Regions from separate parts of the Mus musculus genome. Here all the other regions are linked to region 1. Evidence: chromatin contacts called from public Micro-C and promoter capture Hi-C data. All regions are on one chromosome and are shown on one strand. The core of a region is the stretch at or near the end of the contact, and the rest is flanking DNA. Distances in the headings are between cores, read along the strand shown.

What was found. Promoter capture Hi-C pulls out the DNA fragments that hold promoters and counts their contacts. Hi-C and Micro-C count contacts between places; a contact is called where the count stands out from the background.
Region 2: a Micro-C map of embryonic stem cells shows a contact between it and region 1, with 4 times the contacts expected there. The contact joins the promoter of Pycr2 here to the promoter of Cnih3 in region 1. A contact is called at or near these places in 2 of 484 Hi-C or Micro-C datasets (both in embryonic stem cells) and 2 of 115 datasets of contacts at active chromatin or transcription factors (large pre-B cells and pancreatic cancer cells).
Region 3: a contact with region 1 is called in a promoter capture Hi-C map of embryonic stem cells. The contact joins the promoter of Lefty1 here to the promoter of Cnih3 in region 1. A contact is called at or near these places in 3 of 39 promoter capture datasets (the HPC-7 cell line, embryonic stem cells and hematopoietic stem and progenitor cells) and 1 of 115 datasets of contacts at active chromatin or transcription factors (pancreatic cancer cells).
Region 4: a Micro-C map of embryonic stem cells shows a contact between it and region 1, with 1.5 times the contacts expected there. The contact joins the promoter of Ephx1 here to the promoter of Cnih3 in region 1. A contact is called at or near these places in 1 of 484 Hi-C or Micro-C datasets (embryonic stem cells), 2 of 115 datasets of contacts at active chromatin or transcription factors (embryonic stem cells and pancreatic cancer cells) and 2 of 9 other capture datasets (adipose tissue and embryonic stem cells).

What each region holds. Positions count from the first base shown.
Region 1 is chr1:181,351,076-181,354,288 of GRCm38.p6, forward strand. It overlaps Cnih3 (cornichon family AMPA receptor auxiliary protein 3), which reads left to right and starts at 1,553. Exons shown (of 6, transcript NM_001160211.1): 1 at 1,553-2,431. The coding sequence starts at 2,351.
Region 2 is chr1:180,902,498-180,905,710 of GRCm38.p6, forward strand. It overlaps Pycr2 (pyrroline-5-carboxylate reductase family, member 2), which reads left to right and starts at 1,777. Exons shown (of 7, transcript NM_133705.2): 1 at 1,777-2,033; 2 at 2,247-2,317. The coding sequence starts at 1,967.
Region 3 is chr1:180,933,387-180,936,599 of GRCm38.p6, forward strand. Lefty1 (left right determination factor 1) reads left to right here and starts at 1,636. Exons shown (of 4, transcript NM_010094.4): 1 at 1,636-1,973; 2 at 3,161-3,213. The coding sequence starts at 1,724. Gm39715 (a long non-coding RNA gene) reads right to left here. Exons shown (of 3, transcript XR_865785.2): 1 at 3,202-3,213.
Region 4 is chr1:181,016,092-181,019,304 of GRCm38.p6, forward strand. Ephx1 (epoxide hydrolase 1, microsomal) reads right to left here and starts at 1,478. Exons shown (of 9, transcript NM_010145.3): 1 at 1,336-1,478.

The DNA.
Region 1 (3,213 bases), core at 303-2,802:
GACAGGAGATGGAGAAATCAAGCTAGCATTGATTAGGGAGTTTCCTCTCTGCTTTCTACCTTTCATAGTACCACAAGGAGCTATGCAGGCTTCTGAGTGTATGTGTGGCTCATCAACAGTCTTAACCAGCTGTGAACCCAATGAATCTGAGTAATGACAATGTGGCAAGATATGCCATGGGCACAACAGTGGCATGAATGTTAAAGGGGCAATCAGCTGCTTCCCGACTGGGTTTAAGGTCTTTGAGGAGGAAACTCATGCCTGCTACTATATATCTGGCCCAGAATCCATGGTTGGGGAATTGTTCATGTCCAGAGGACACTCTCTACAATTTTGCTAAATGGAACTAGTATCAAACTGTCCTCTAACTTTGTATCTCTATACCTATAGGTTGGTGCAGCTCTTAGATCTCATGAGGGAAGTTGTTTTGTGCCGTGGAGGGCAGTTAAGGTAAATACATGACCTGTCAAAGTGCAGTGGAGTGCTCAGCCAGCCACAAATGGACAATCATATCACACTCCTTCTCCCTAAGTTTCAGGGACCATCATGGAGAGGTGGCAGAAAAGGGGCCAAAGCCTGTAAGATCCAGAGGTTGGGGAGGATGGGAGCGAAGCATTCTTTTCTGTACATAATCCGATGTTCTGAGGTGCACCTCAGATTCCCGGGGGACTTGCTTGCTACTCGTCTCTCAGGACATTTCTTCTTGCTTCCTGTGCTGACTCATCTGAAATCCAAGTTCTATCTGCAGGGTTGGATTTTTTTTTTTTTTATTGAGCAATTATGATACAATTTTTTAAGATGCTTAACCTCTGTGACAGAGGTCCCTACATTTACGGATTGACTGGGTACCAATTGCTCCCTGCTAGGTCCTGTTGGGTTTGAAGACACTCAATTGCTATTCAGGTTTTATTTAAGGAGGCTAAGAAAGTTGGAGGTAGGAGCGAGTCTGCTTTCAACAGTAAGCTCTTAGTAATGTAAGCTCTTAGTAATGCCACAGAGCAACACAGAAACACTTTCTGCACCCTTGCCTTATCCCCTCCTCCCCCACCTCCCACTCCCCACTGACCAGGTTCCAATAATCCCAAGGTCAGATGGAGCAGGATAGTGGAGGATGCGAGGGATGGGCGCTGATTCAGAATCCTATGGGGGGCACAGGGTAGAGCAGTAAAGGCACCCTAGATCAGAAGTAGATTACAGTTTGGGAAATCTGCCTAAGCAGGACCCAACCAACAGGAGCCCTCCACTCCCTCGATCCCTCACTTCCCTGCTCTGGTGTGCTCCAAAGGGCTGGAAGCCTAGGGGCGGCCGACGCGTTGTCGCCATAGCCTTCCGCCTTCCCACTCTCTCCGGGCGCACGTGCTCAAAGAGTCCCTGCCCCTCCCGCCTCCGCGCGCGCGGGGCCGCAAGTTTCCTACGAGAGGCGGGCGAGCACCGCATCTTCTCTCCGCCGCCTCCCTGGCCCCCGCCGCTGCCGCTGCAGTCTCCGCCCGCGGGGAGGGCGCGCTCTGGAGCCGGCGAGGGTGGGGCGCCGCGAGGGAGGGGTCCCAGCGCCGCATTCCTCGCGGCGCCCGCGGCAGCAGCAGAAGCAGCAGCAGCAGCAGGTGGAGCCCCATTCAGCTGCGAGCCGCTCTTGGCCGGAAACCCGCGCCGCAGCCGCCTGGCCGGGAGCTGGCCCTCCAGGCTGGAGCCCACGCCGCCCCGGCCCGACCCAGTTTCCCAGGCACCGGGTTACCGAAGCCGGCGGCCGGGGGACGCGGTTGGGTCCGGGGCCGGATGCATCTCAGTGCGCATAGCTGCGCTGGGAGACCCCAGCCCGGGGCGCAGGGCTAACGGGACCTGGCCCACCTCAAGACTTGTGCTCTGGGGACAGAGCGGCTTTGGGATTCGGAGTCCAGGCACCTGGCCGGAGGCTGTTGAAGTCTGGGTGTCGTGCTCACCCCACCTCTTTGCTTGGGCACCAACAGAGAGAGCTCTTTCCAGAGGACCGGACCTCCTCGCCTGGTCCAGAGTGGAGTCCTCGCACCCGGTGCCTGTTAGTTTCGAGAACCTTTCTAGTTGACACTGGTCTGCAGGTGTTCTCTGCTGGTTAGGTTTCTTCTTCGGCTAGGGGGACTGTTGCTACCAGAGGCATTCTGTGCCTGTGGGCGCTCCAAGTCCCGGGTCTCCAGTCCTGCCAGAATCGTCCGGGCTTCGCTGACCCTCAACTCTGTCTCTGCTTGTCGTGGGTGCTTCTAGTCGTTTGGGTTTTTACCCGGAGTGTGTAGACTAGACATCTTTCTGACTGCTAATTGGGAAGGCACTGGTCTCCAGGGAGCGGCTTTGTGTGTGGTGGGATCCGGGGTCCTCAGCCATGGCCTTCACTTTCGCTGCTTTCTGCTACATGCTGTCCCTGGTGCTCTGCGCTGCGCTCATCTTTTTCGCTATCTGGCACGTGAGTAACCTGCAGAGGCTTCTAACTCTCCTGTACCCCAAAGTCCTCCCTCCCCCCACGCCCACCTCATTTCCTCATTTCACCGGCCTTTTAGACATAGCAGGCGTGGGCGGACCGCGAGGTCAGGCAGAAGTACTTTCTGGGCAGACCTTGTCCATCTCCCCTGTCCCGGGGCAGGAGACACAGTTCTTGGCATCCTGAGACCAGGCGGTACCGCGCCGGGCGCCTACCTGCCTTGGCTGGAGCCAGTGACTGGTGGAGCCTCCCTGCGGGGCACATTCCTGGGCGTGGCAAGGTGTCCCAGCCAGGCCAGGAGTAGTGGCTCAAAACCCCATCTGCTGGGCTTCCGCACCCCACTCCCTTCTCTCCTGCCTGCAGGAGAGAAGAAGCCCTGCCAGTGTCCCAGGCAATTAGTCAAGTAACTATAACAACTAAACATTTAAAATGTCAGCATCTGTGGTGGGTTGCGTTTAGACATAATTGGAGACGAAGTGGAAACACAACCAGAGCGCCTTGTAAGAAAGAGGAAGCAGGGAGAGGCCAGGCAGGAAGGGAGGGAAATCAAGAGAGATGGGAGTGAAGAGAGAAGAGGGACGGAGGAAGACCGGGATAAATAAGGCTCTAGGTGCTGTAGATCTGACCAGGTCCCATCATCCCCAGGGCACGAGCTTCCACTCGCCATGGAGTGCAGACGGGTCCTAGATCGTCAGGTGTGGTGTGTGGAGCTGTGTGGATCGGAGGACTCCTAAAGGGGAGTAAGGAGGAGGACACAGGAGGATCTG
Region 2 (3,213 bases), core at 527-3,026, 450 kb before region 1:
TGTCATATATCCCAGACTGGCCTGGAACTCTCAAACATCCTGCCTCTGCCTCTAGACTCCAGCCATTGCAAGATCTGCACAACCTGTCCTGGCTTATCTCGCTGAAGTGTTCTAACAAAGACATCAAGATTTAAATCTATTCTCAGATGTCTTCAAAGGAAATAGAGAGCTATTCTCCAAAAACTGTCATATTGGTTCTCCTTCGATGGTGAGACTGAAGACGGTGAGCCCACGCCTGATATGTAAAAGGCCGGGGTTTCATCTGAAATACTGAAAAAGAAAGAGAGAGAGAGAGAGAGAGAGAGAGAGAGAGAGAGAGAGAGAGAGAGAAGAGAAAGAAAGGAAAAAAGAAAGAAAGGAAGGAAGAAAGAAGAAAGAAGAAAGAAAAAGAAAGACATAGCTTTCTACTGAACCTAATTTTTGGGTAATAGACATGGATTCCTGTGTAATACAGGGAGCTAAGGGAGGGTTGGCTGCTGCAGATTGGCCATCTGCCTAGCCTGGGACACCTCAGTACTCTGTCCCATTGTCTGGTTCTTCCTAATTCTCAGAAGGGGCAGGCGTGTTACTTAAGGATAAGACAAGGGTGAAGGCCCTGAGGCACTGATAAAAATGATGCTGGGGGCGGAGAACCCGGGGAGAGGGGAGGGAGGAGGCTGAACTGGTTTTCCTATTGGCTGGGAGGTCCGGAAGGGAAGGGCTGGACGGTAGGGTCAGGGTGGGGCACTCCTGGAGGGTGTGTCCCAAATGGCTGGGTGGGAAGGTAGCTATTCATCTACCTCACTGTAGCAGAATACAAGAAAGCAGATAGTATGTATGTAGTTTCCAATTCTAGGAAGACTGGTAGGAAGGTCCATTGAGTTCAGGAACTTAAGTCTAGCCTGGGCAACAAAGCAAGAGATTCTGGCCAGAAAAAAAAAATCGTTCCACTTTAACTGTTTGGTTCGTCCATTAATGGAATAAATACACGTTAGAATCTTGTGTAAAATAACGTTTCGGTGGCGTTGGGAAACTGCTTATGATTGGTATACTATAGAAATGTATGTACTACACGCCTATAATCCCATCCCTCAAGAGGATGAGGCAGGAAGGTCACTAGTTCAAGAACAGCCTGGGCTACATAGTGAAACACTTTCCAAAAGTCAAACCCAACTTGTGGCTGTTCCTGAGCCCTCTGGTGCGTCTGGACATGTTTCGAGAAATCTTTCTGGGAATAAACAATACAATTCTAATGGAAGAGAGGAGATGTCACTGGTGATTCGGGACAGCTCCTGAAAAGCTTCGATGCTGGGTCTCTTTGTATACTCTAAAACCACAAGGTGGGGTGGACAAACAAGCAGTCATTTCTCACTGTCTCAGCTGTTTCTCCAGGTCGCCCTGTTCCGGGTAGCAAGAGAAGTCATGCTTGGCCAACAGGCCGTGCAAGCAGTGCTTTAAGGAAATCACTAAATAAATCAACAAATCATGATCTAGTAATTCGTCTTTTCTACCTAGTTCTACTTCGGAAGGAGCATGCCGAAGCTGGCTAGCTGTAGCCTGGTGTCCATGAGGGGTACATCTCTAATAGGCGTTTTGGAGATCTCACTCCTGAACCAGAGTTAGAAACCAACTCTTCTAACCAGGAATTACCAGTGTCCCAGGCAGGGCCAAGCAGACCCGCACCAGCGGAGCTAACAGGTTCCACCCGCTGCGCGATCAGGAGGCGGGCGCACGGCCTGACGGCGATGCCGATTGGTCCGCCCCAGACCCGAGCCTCGGATTGGTTGCCTTGGACACGTGGCCAACCGGAGGCTGCGTATTTGGCGGTGGATGCTCTGGGATACTTGGGGCCTCTCTAGCAGTTCATCTGGTGCATCCCGGTTTGAAAGCTGTTCCGAGCAATTCGGGTCCATCTTTTTCCACGCGCGGACACTGACCCCGGGATCCCCAGAGTCCCCGGATCGGCGCTCGCCGGGATCCTGCGGCCATGAGCGTGGGTTTCATCGGCGCAGGCCAGCTGGCCTGTGCTCTGGCGCGGGGCTTCACGGCCGCGGGTGAGCGCGTGGTCAGCCTTCCCTCTCACCAGAGTGAACGAGTGAGTGAGTGGGTGGGTGGGCGATGAGTGAATGTGAATGGATGGTAGATTTGCATCCATCTGCTGGGAGCATAGCGTCGGAGGCCGGCACTGCTAGAGCTGCTGTTGGCTTCCATTGATGGACTGCATGATTGGGCCATGATCTACAGTTGAAAAACTTTGTTTTCTGTAGGCGTCCTGTCGGCTCACAAGATAATAGCCAGCTCCCCGGATATGGACCTGCCCACGGTGTCTGCGCTCAGGGTAGGCTAGGAGGGATGGAGGGAAGTGGGCAAGAGGAAGAGGCCCAGGAAAAGCGTGTCCGGAGATGCCCTGAGTCTGGCAGGCTCCGACTCTCCTTTAGGGAAGTCATCATTGTAAGCCCTGCACCTTCTCTGAGGCAGCCTTGTGTGGTGGGAGCTCCCAGGCAAAGTTAGTGTCGGATCCTACTGGGGTGAAAGTAGGCATATAAGAAAGGTTCTTTTTGGGCTGGTGAGATGGCTCAGCGGGTAAGAGCACAGACTGTTCTTCCGAAGGTCCTGAGTTCAATCCAGCAACCATATGGTGGCTCACAGCCATCCCTTAACAAAATCTGATGCCCTTTTCTGGAGTGTCTGAAGACAGCTACAGTGTACTTACATATAATAAATAAATAATTCTTTAAAAAAAAAGGTTCTTTTTGTTAGTCTGCTTTGAATTTCACTGCATAGCCCGTGTTGGCTTCTAAGTCTGGAAAATTCTGCTTACCGATGTTGTAAATGACAGCGTTGCTAGGGGACTTGGTGAGTTACGTAGTTTCTTTATTCAATAAAGCTTAATGTCCCAAGTCTTCTAACATCTGGCCAATGTGGGACAGGTGAGCAGATGAAGCACTGTGGATACTGTTTGTGCCTAGTATAGGCTTATGTCCCCAACGCTGTAGGACCCCAGCTATGCACCTCAGAGCCCTAGAGGGGGCCCCGTGGAGACTTGTTACTCCGGTAAACAGCTGTGAGGTTGGGAGTGGGCTTTGCAGCTCTGCTTCCAGACTCTGGGTGCTCAGCTCTTTCCATCAGTTCTCTCTCACCTGGCAGAGAGGTTCGAGATTGCTGGGGTTGAGGGGACAGCCACTTTCCTGGCCATGGTGGAGCAGCTTACCATTTTGTACCTATTTGTCCGGT
Region 3 (3,213 bases), core at 386-2,885, 420 kb before region 1:
CTGGGCTGGCCTTGGAGTACTTGCTAAGAGAACACAAAGTGTCTGCTCTGCTCAGTGAGGGCATCCTAGACACCAGGAGCTAGCCTGCAAAGACTGTCCTGGACTTTAGCTTCCCTGACCTCAGAGGCCCTTGGGTCTGATCCTATGCCTAATGTTAGCCATACACTTAACTCTGCAAGTCCCAAGATGACTTCTGTTCCCATTGCAGTGTTTGCCCCAGCAGCCCAACCTCTGTTTGGAGACAGAGAGTGGTAGGAAACACCAGGCTTCTTTTCTTACTTAGCCCTCATTTCCCTCGTGATTGGGCCACTGACCACCCCTGGGTCCTTTACACTGGTCTCGAGCCAAGAAAGGCAGCGCATCGTGTCAGAAGCTGCAGACTTCATTCCAGGGCCCCCCTCTCCTGGTTTGGGGCCTGCTTTCCAATCTCAAGCCTGACCTGGGTCAGACCTGGGCAGGAGCCATGGGGAAGGCAGCTGCTCTTCTGCATAACAAAGGGTGGCCCTGCTGGAGAGCCAGGGAACACACCAGGGACGAGTCTTACAATCCACTATGGTTTCTTCATCTATCCCCCGACTAAGATTGTCTGAATCTGCAAATAAAACCTCTAGATACTGGTGTAATGCAAATCCCAGGTAAACAGTGACTGATATATTGTGTAACCAAGTCCCAGATTCAGTACGGGTTTTATTTGGCAGCCCTACCCCTGGCAGCTTGCTCAATTTTATTTCTCCAGCGCACAAAGCCACAAATTCACACTCGGGTATCCCAGCTGTGTCTTGGAGAAGGCTTAGCATATTACTGGTGTATAGCCACACACCCTTGTCCCCACCCCAGCCACATGCCCCTGTCCCCAACCCAGCCACACACCCTGTCCCCACCCCAGACACACACCCCTGGGCAGGACTTAGCAGAAAATAATTGGAGCTGTGGAAAGCCCTTCGTGGGCACCGATCTTAACTATGTTGCCCCTCGTCTGAGCCGATGTACTCTGGCTCAGAGATTGGGATGGGGTAGATTTTCAATTCTCCTACAGCAAGAAAGGGAAAGGATAGGTTGCTCATTGGCGAGTCCCAGGCTTTGCAACCAAGGAAGGTCCCCCAGCCCCCAAAGTGGAGAAGCCTCACTCTTATCAGCCCTAGAAAAGTCTTTTGCACACCTGGGAAGCAAGTCAGTTGGAGAGCCCAGGTGTTGATTGACATCTGGTTCTCTCCAGGGTTTAGAAGCAGTGATGGACAAGACTACAGGTGCACATTCCAGACACTGGGAGCAGGCATCCAGCAGAGAACGTGAGACCTCCGCGTCGTCTCCAGGACCCACCTTCCATCCCATGCTGGGATTGAATTTAGGGCTTCACGTGTGCAGGGCCGGTGCTGCTCTACCACTGAGCTATTACCACCCCTGTCCTGAATGTCCTAATTGGTCAGACACCCTTAAGTCAATGGTGAAGTATATGGCTAACAGACAGCGGTGACCAGATGTTCTCAGTCCAGACAGGCTTTTGTGTCCTTTCTAGACAGCCCCTCCTCAGGACTCAGGGGCTTGTTTCATGCTGAGCTCCCAGGAGGTCCCAGGGGTGTGACCTCTCTTCTTCCTCCCTGCCCCCCACCCCAGGACCAGCTATAAAGCTGTTCCGTACCGTACCATTCCTCCGCAGACTCAAGACCCTTTCAGGACACCTCAGGGACACACACATCCAAGGCTCCTCTTCCCGGACAGCACCATGCCATTCCTGTGGCTCTGCTGGGCACTCTGGGCACTGTCGCTGGTTAGCCTCAGGGAAGCCCTGACCGGAGAGCAGATCCTGGGCAGCCTGCTGCAACAGCTGCAGCTCGATCAACCGCCAGTCCTGGACAAGGCTGATGTGGAAGGGATGGTCATCCCCTCGCACGTGAGGACTCAGTATGTGGCCCTGCTACAACACAGCCATGCCAGCCGCTCCCGAGGCAAGAGGTTCAGCCAGAACCTTCGAGGTGAGCCCTCCCCTGTTGTCCTTGGTCTCTAGGAAAGGCCGGCTGATCATGCCTTCCTTCCACCTGTGGTGTGTATGGACCCTTGCCTTGTGGTGCTCAGAGTCAGTCATGGGGGTGGGGGGCACAGGGTGAGGCGGATGTTAGAGGGGAGAAGATCTGGGAGGGTGGGCACTGGGGATCTGGCTGTGCACTGAAGGAGTCTCAGGATGGGAAAAGCGGGGCTGTGCTTGCTGGTAAATTAAGGAGCAGAGAAGAGGGAGGAGAGTGGAAGAAAACAGAACCCCTGGAGCAGTCAGGGCCAGGTAGAACTTCCTGGGGTCACTGCCTGGACGAGTGGCTGACTATGTCTTGCCATGGACAGAGAACAGTGGCTGGGTAGAGGCAGCCCTGGGTGACAGAATTTGGGAGAGAGAGAGAGAGAGAGAGAGAGAGAGAGAGATTGAGAGAGAGAACAGGTATCCAGCTGTCAAGTAGCAAAGGCCTGTGTGGTGGTGTAGCATTTTCCAGCTGGAAGCAGCCCTCATGGGCACAGCCACATCCATAAACTTACTGTCCTGTGGTACCTAGGCCTGGAGATAGAAGGATGCTGGTTCTGAACAGGCAGGCAAGGGAGATGTCTGCTGAGGATAGGTGTGGCTGGCCTCTCAGGTAACCAACCACTCTGCTATCCCAGAGAGTGAGCACACTGGCTGGAGCCATTTAGGAAGGTGACAACTCCCTGAACACTTGCCCCAGGGTTCAGCAGTCCTGACAAGGATATTCACAGACTCCTGTTCCACTGAACGGAACCCCTCACAAATGCATCTGTCTCTTAAGAAAGGCACCTCGGGCTGGGCTTCTTTTCTCTAGTCTCTGCAGCCTGATTCTGTATTCCTCCCCCAATCCTCTCCTAAAACCTTCCAGAAAGAAGCCAGCATTGCCACGCTCTGGAACCCCTCCAGCTCCTTTCTTGCACAGGGTTCCAAAGTCACCACTAAGTGTGCAAGAGTTAGCATTCAGGGCCTCATTGCAAACTTTATAATTCCTGAGTAGAAAGAAAGACTTCTTTTTCATGTTGTTCATGGGCTTCCTGCTTACAACTCTCCCTGAGGATTTTTAAGGAATCTTGGCCATTGGTCTTGGGTCTTGCCACCCTGGAAGTTATCTGGTACTTGTAGAGGCCCGGCTGACTCTGTCCTTGTCCACAGAGGTGGCAGGCAGGTTCCTGGTGTCAGAGACCTCCACTCACCTGCTAGTGTTC
Region 4 (3,213 bases), core at 228-2,727, 340 kb before region 1:
GCACCCGAGGGTCTAGGGAAATCTTGTTTTCTTGGTCGGAGGGGCAGCTGAAAGCTTGGAGCCTCCTCACTGACTCTGGTCTCTCTTCCAGAGGGCAACTGAGGACATAAAAGCCACCCACAGCAGGCGCACCTCTGCCTCAGGGCCTTTGCATGTTCTCCTCAGCCTTGTGCAGCTGGATACTGAGTAGTGAGGCGCACTCCTGACCCTCCTGACCCTCTGGAGTGTGAAAGTGTGGCCTCTTCCTCTCTAGTCAACAGTCCTGCTCCCTCTTTATGACCTCCTATTTCCTACAGCTCACAAATATAATTTATATTTTACAAAGATATGTTTATTTATTATGTGGTGTTGGGGATCTGACCCAGGACCTTGAATTTTGTTTGTTGTCTGCATTCAAAAGCTCCCAGAGCCCATGAGAACACATTCCCTGCTATCCCCAGGGTGGGTGGGTGGGGGGCAGTGTCTGAACAGTCAGTCCGTGTCGTTGAGCACGGTTGCACTGAACATACTTCTTTAGGGACACAGGAAGCCCTCACGTGGCCCGCCTGGTGTGGGTATTAGGGAATGGAAAGTCTTTGCTGAACACGCCCACGTTTTTGTTCCACCCTTCCCCCCAGCCCCCTCAGCTTCAAGTCTTGTGTGAAGTCAGACCACGCACAGCCAGTGAAAGCCTCCACTTGAGGGAGGAAGTCACTGTCACAGTAAAAACAATGTGAGCCTCTGGGGCTCTGCGACTTTAAAAAAAAGATCAGGCCGAAATCGGAGGCAGAGAAGCAAATGTCGCAGATGTCCATCTCTACAATCCTGCCAGCAGCACAGAATGCCAGCAAAGGCACAGCCCTACTGTCAACGCGCATGCATACATACCGGATCCCTCCACCTCCCTCCTGATCCCGCCAACCAGATGCCAGAAAGGCTATCCAGACTTCTGGCCGCCGGAAGTTTAAATGACGGGAGGTGCAGACTGGAGAAGTTAAAATTAAGAGTCACTTGGACGGCGCCCTCAGCTACCTGGATTGGCTCAGGTGCCTGGGCAAGTAGCAAGCCTGGAACCCAAGGGACAAACATGCATGGGGGGGCGGGCGGGCGGGGAAACCAGGGGGCTGAGGAGCCAGCATCGCTGTCAGGCGCAGCACCCACCCCTTGCTTCCGAAGCGCAAGCAAGGGGTTGACGCCCCTGGAAGAGGATGGAGCATCAGATGCAGGACTAAGAAGCATGGCCTATTGCACGCCTGGATCGGTCTTAGGATAAGGGGAAGCGCATTTAGCTGCGGGAGATACGCGAAGCCCTCGCAACTCTCACGCTGGAGTGCCGCTGCTGTCCCCGGAGCTTACTGTCAGGGTCGCTCTCGGGTTCCTACTCCCGCGGCGGCTGGTGTGCAGTTCCTCCACTCTCAAACTCCTCTTGAGCCTCTTTGCCTGCTGCTGAGCTGGTGACACCAGCTGCCTGTTAGCCCCGCCCCCACTAGCCCCGCCCAGGCCTTGGCCCCACCCCCGAGTTGGCTGGTTGGCCAAGGCTAGCTGAGCATCTAGCTAAGGTGTTTCACCTATTCTGGCAAAGTCTGCTGTTCTGAACAGGGTATTGGCAGTTTAAACTCTGCAGTCTGTGGACTCTACACACAAGAGCCCAAGCTGGCCTGGTGCTACAGCCTTCCTCTCACCTTCCTAGCAGTTCGTTGTAACCATTTTATAAGCGAACCAGTCAGTGAGCAAACATCTGGGGATAAAGCTTGAGGGTAGAGTGTCTCGCGTGGGCAAGGCGCTGGAGTTCATTCCCAGAACCACAAATAAAATAGTGAAGTGTGGAATGAACACACAAACCTGAAGTTTGTCGTTAAGTGCACCCTGTGAGGCTGGCTGATCTGAAGCCCAGGAGGCATGGACACCAAGCAGAGGCCAGCACAGGGAGGAGGGAGAGAGCGCTGCCTAGCCAGCAAGCAGGAGTAGGACAACCACAGTTCCTGGCACCCTTGGGGCTAACCTGCTCTCCATTAGCCAGCCTGCCCAGTGCCCTGTCTTTACCCCCGCGGCCCTCCTAAGACTCGCCTAGAACCTTCTCAGGCTTCAGCAGCCACACAGACAAGATGACCAGGCACACCACTGTGAGGGCCTAGCAGTGCCTGCCGCGGGGTCCAGGTTTATCATCCTACACACATGTGAAGCGTAGGGATCCTATTTTCACCTCTCACCTCTGATCTCCAGCCTCCTTCGCTGCTCATCATGGCCCAAACCCTCTCCGTTCTAACGGAGAGCCGGTTTCTCTCCAGTGAACACATTCAACTCATTCCTGCCTCCGTGGAACTCCTGGATAGTGTGTCCTCAATCCTCTCTGGGAACCTGGGATTTCCAGGTACTGCAGCTCCTTCCCCTCCCCAGCACACCGTTTGCACACCTGCCGTCCTCCTCTGCAGTGTATAGTCCAGGCTTGTTTCATAGCGCCCTCTAAACTGTTCCCACAGGAGCGCTGCCTCCAGCCATTCAGCAAAGCAGTAAACGTATTGTTCTTAACAAAGTGTAGATGGAAACATTCTAATGTGCTGGGCAATGGTGGCTACACCTTTATTCCCAGCATTCCTTGAGTAGGAGCCAGAGGCAGGCAGATCTTTGACTATGATGCCAGCCTGGTCTACAGAGAAAGTTCCAGGACAGCCAGGGTCACACAGAGAAACCCTGTCTTGAAAAAGAAAGAAAGGGGCTGGTGAGATGGCTCAGAGGTTAAGAGCACCGACTGCTCTTCGGAAGGTCCTGAGTTCAAATCCCAGCAACCACATGGTGGCTCACAACCATCTGTAATGGGATCTGATGCCCTCTTCTGGTGTGTCTGAAGACAGCTACAGTACTTACATATAACAATAAATAAAAAAAATTACATTGTCTCAAAAAATAAGAAAATAACTAAAAATAAAAAAAAAAGAAAGAAAGAAGAAAAGAAAAGAAAAGAAAAGAAAAGACAAAACCATAACACTAGTTGCTGGTGATGGATGTATCATCCTGTGAATGTGATAAACCTACTTGTCTTAGTTAGGTCTCCTACTGCTAAGATAAAATATCGTGATCAAAGCAGCACAGGGAAGAAGGGATTGGTTTCAGCTGGAAACTCAGACACACTCCATCCCTGAGGGAAGTCAGGACAGAAACTCAGGACAGGAACCTGAAGGCAGGAACTGGACCAGAGGGCACTGTTTCTGGCTTGCTCTTTATGGCTTGCTCAGC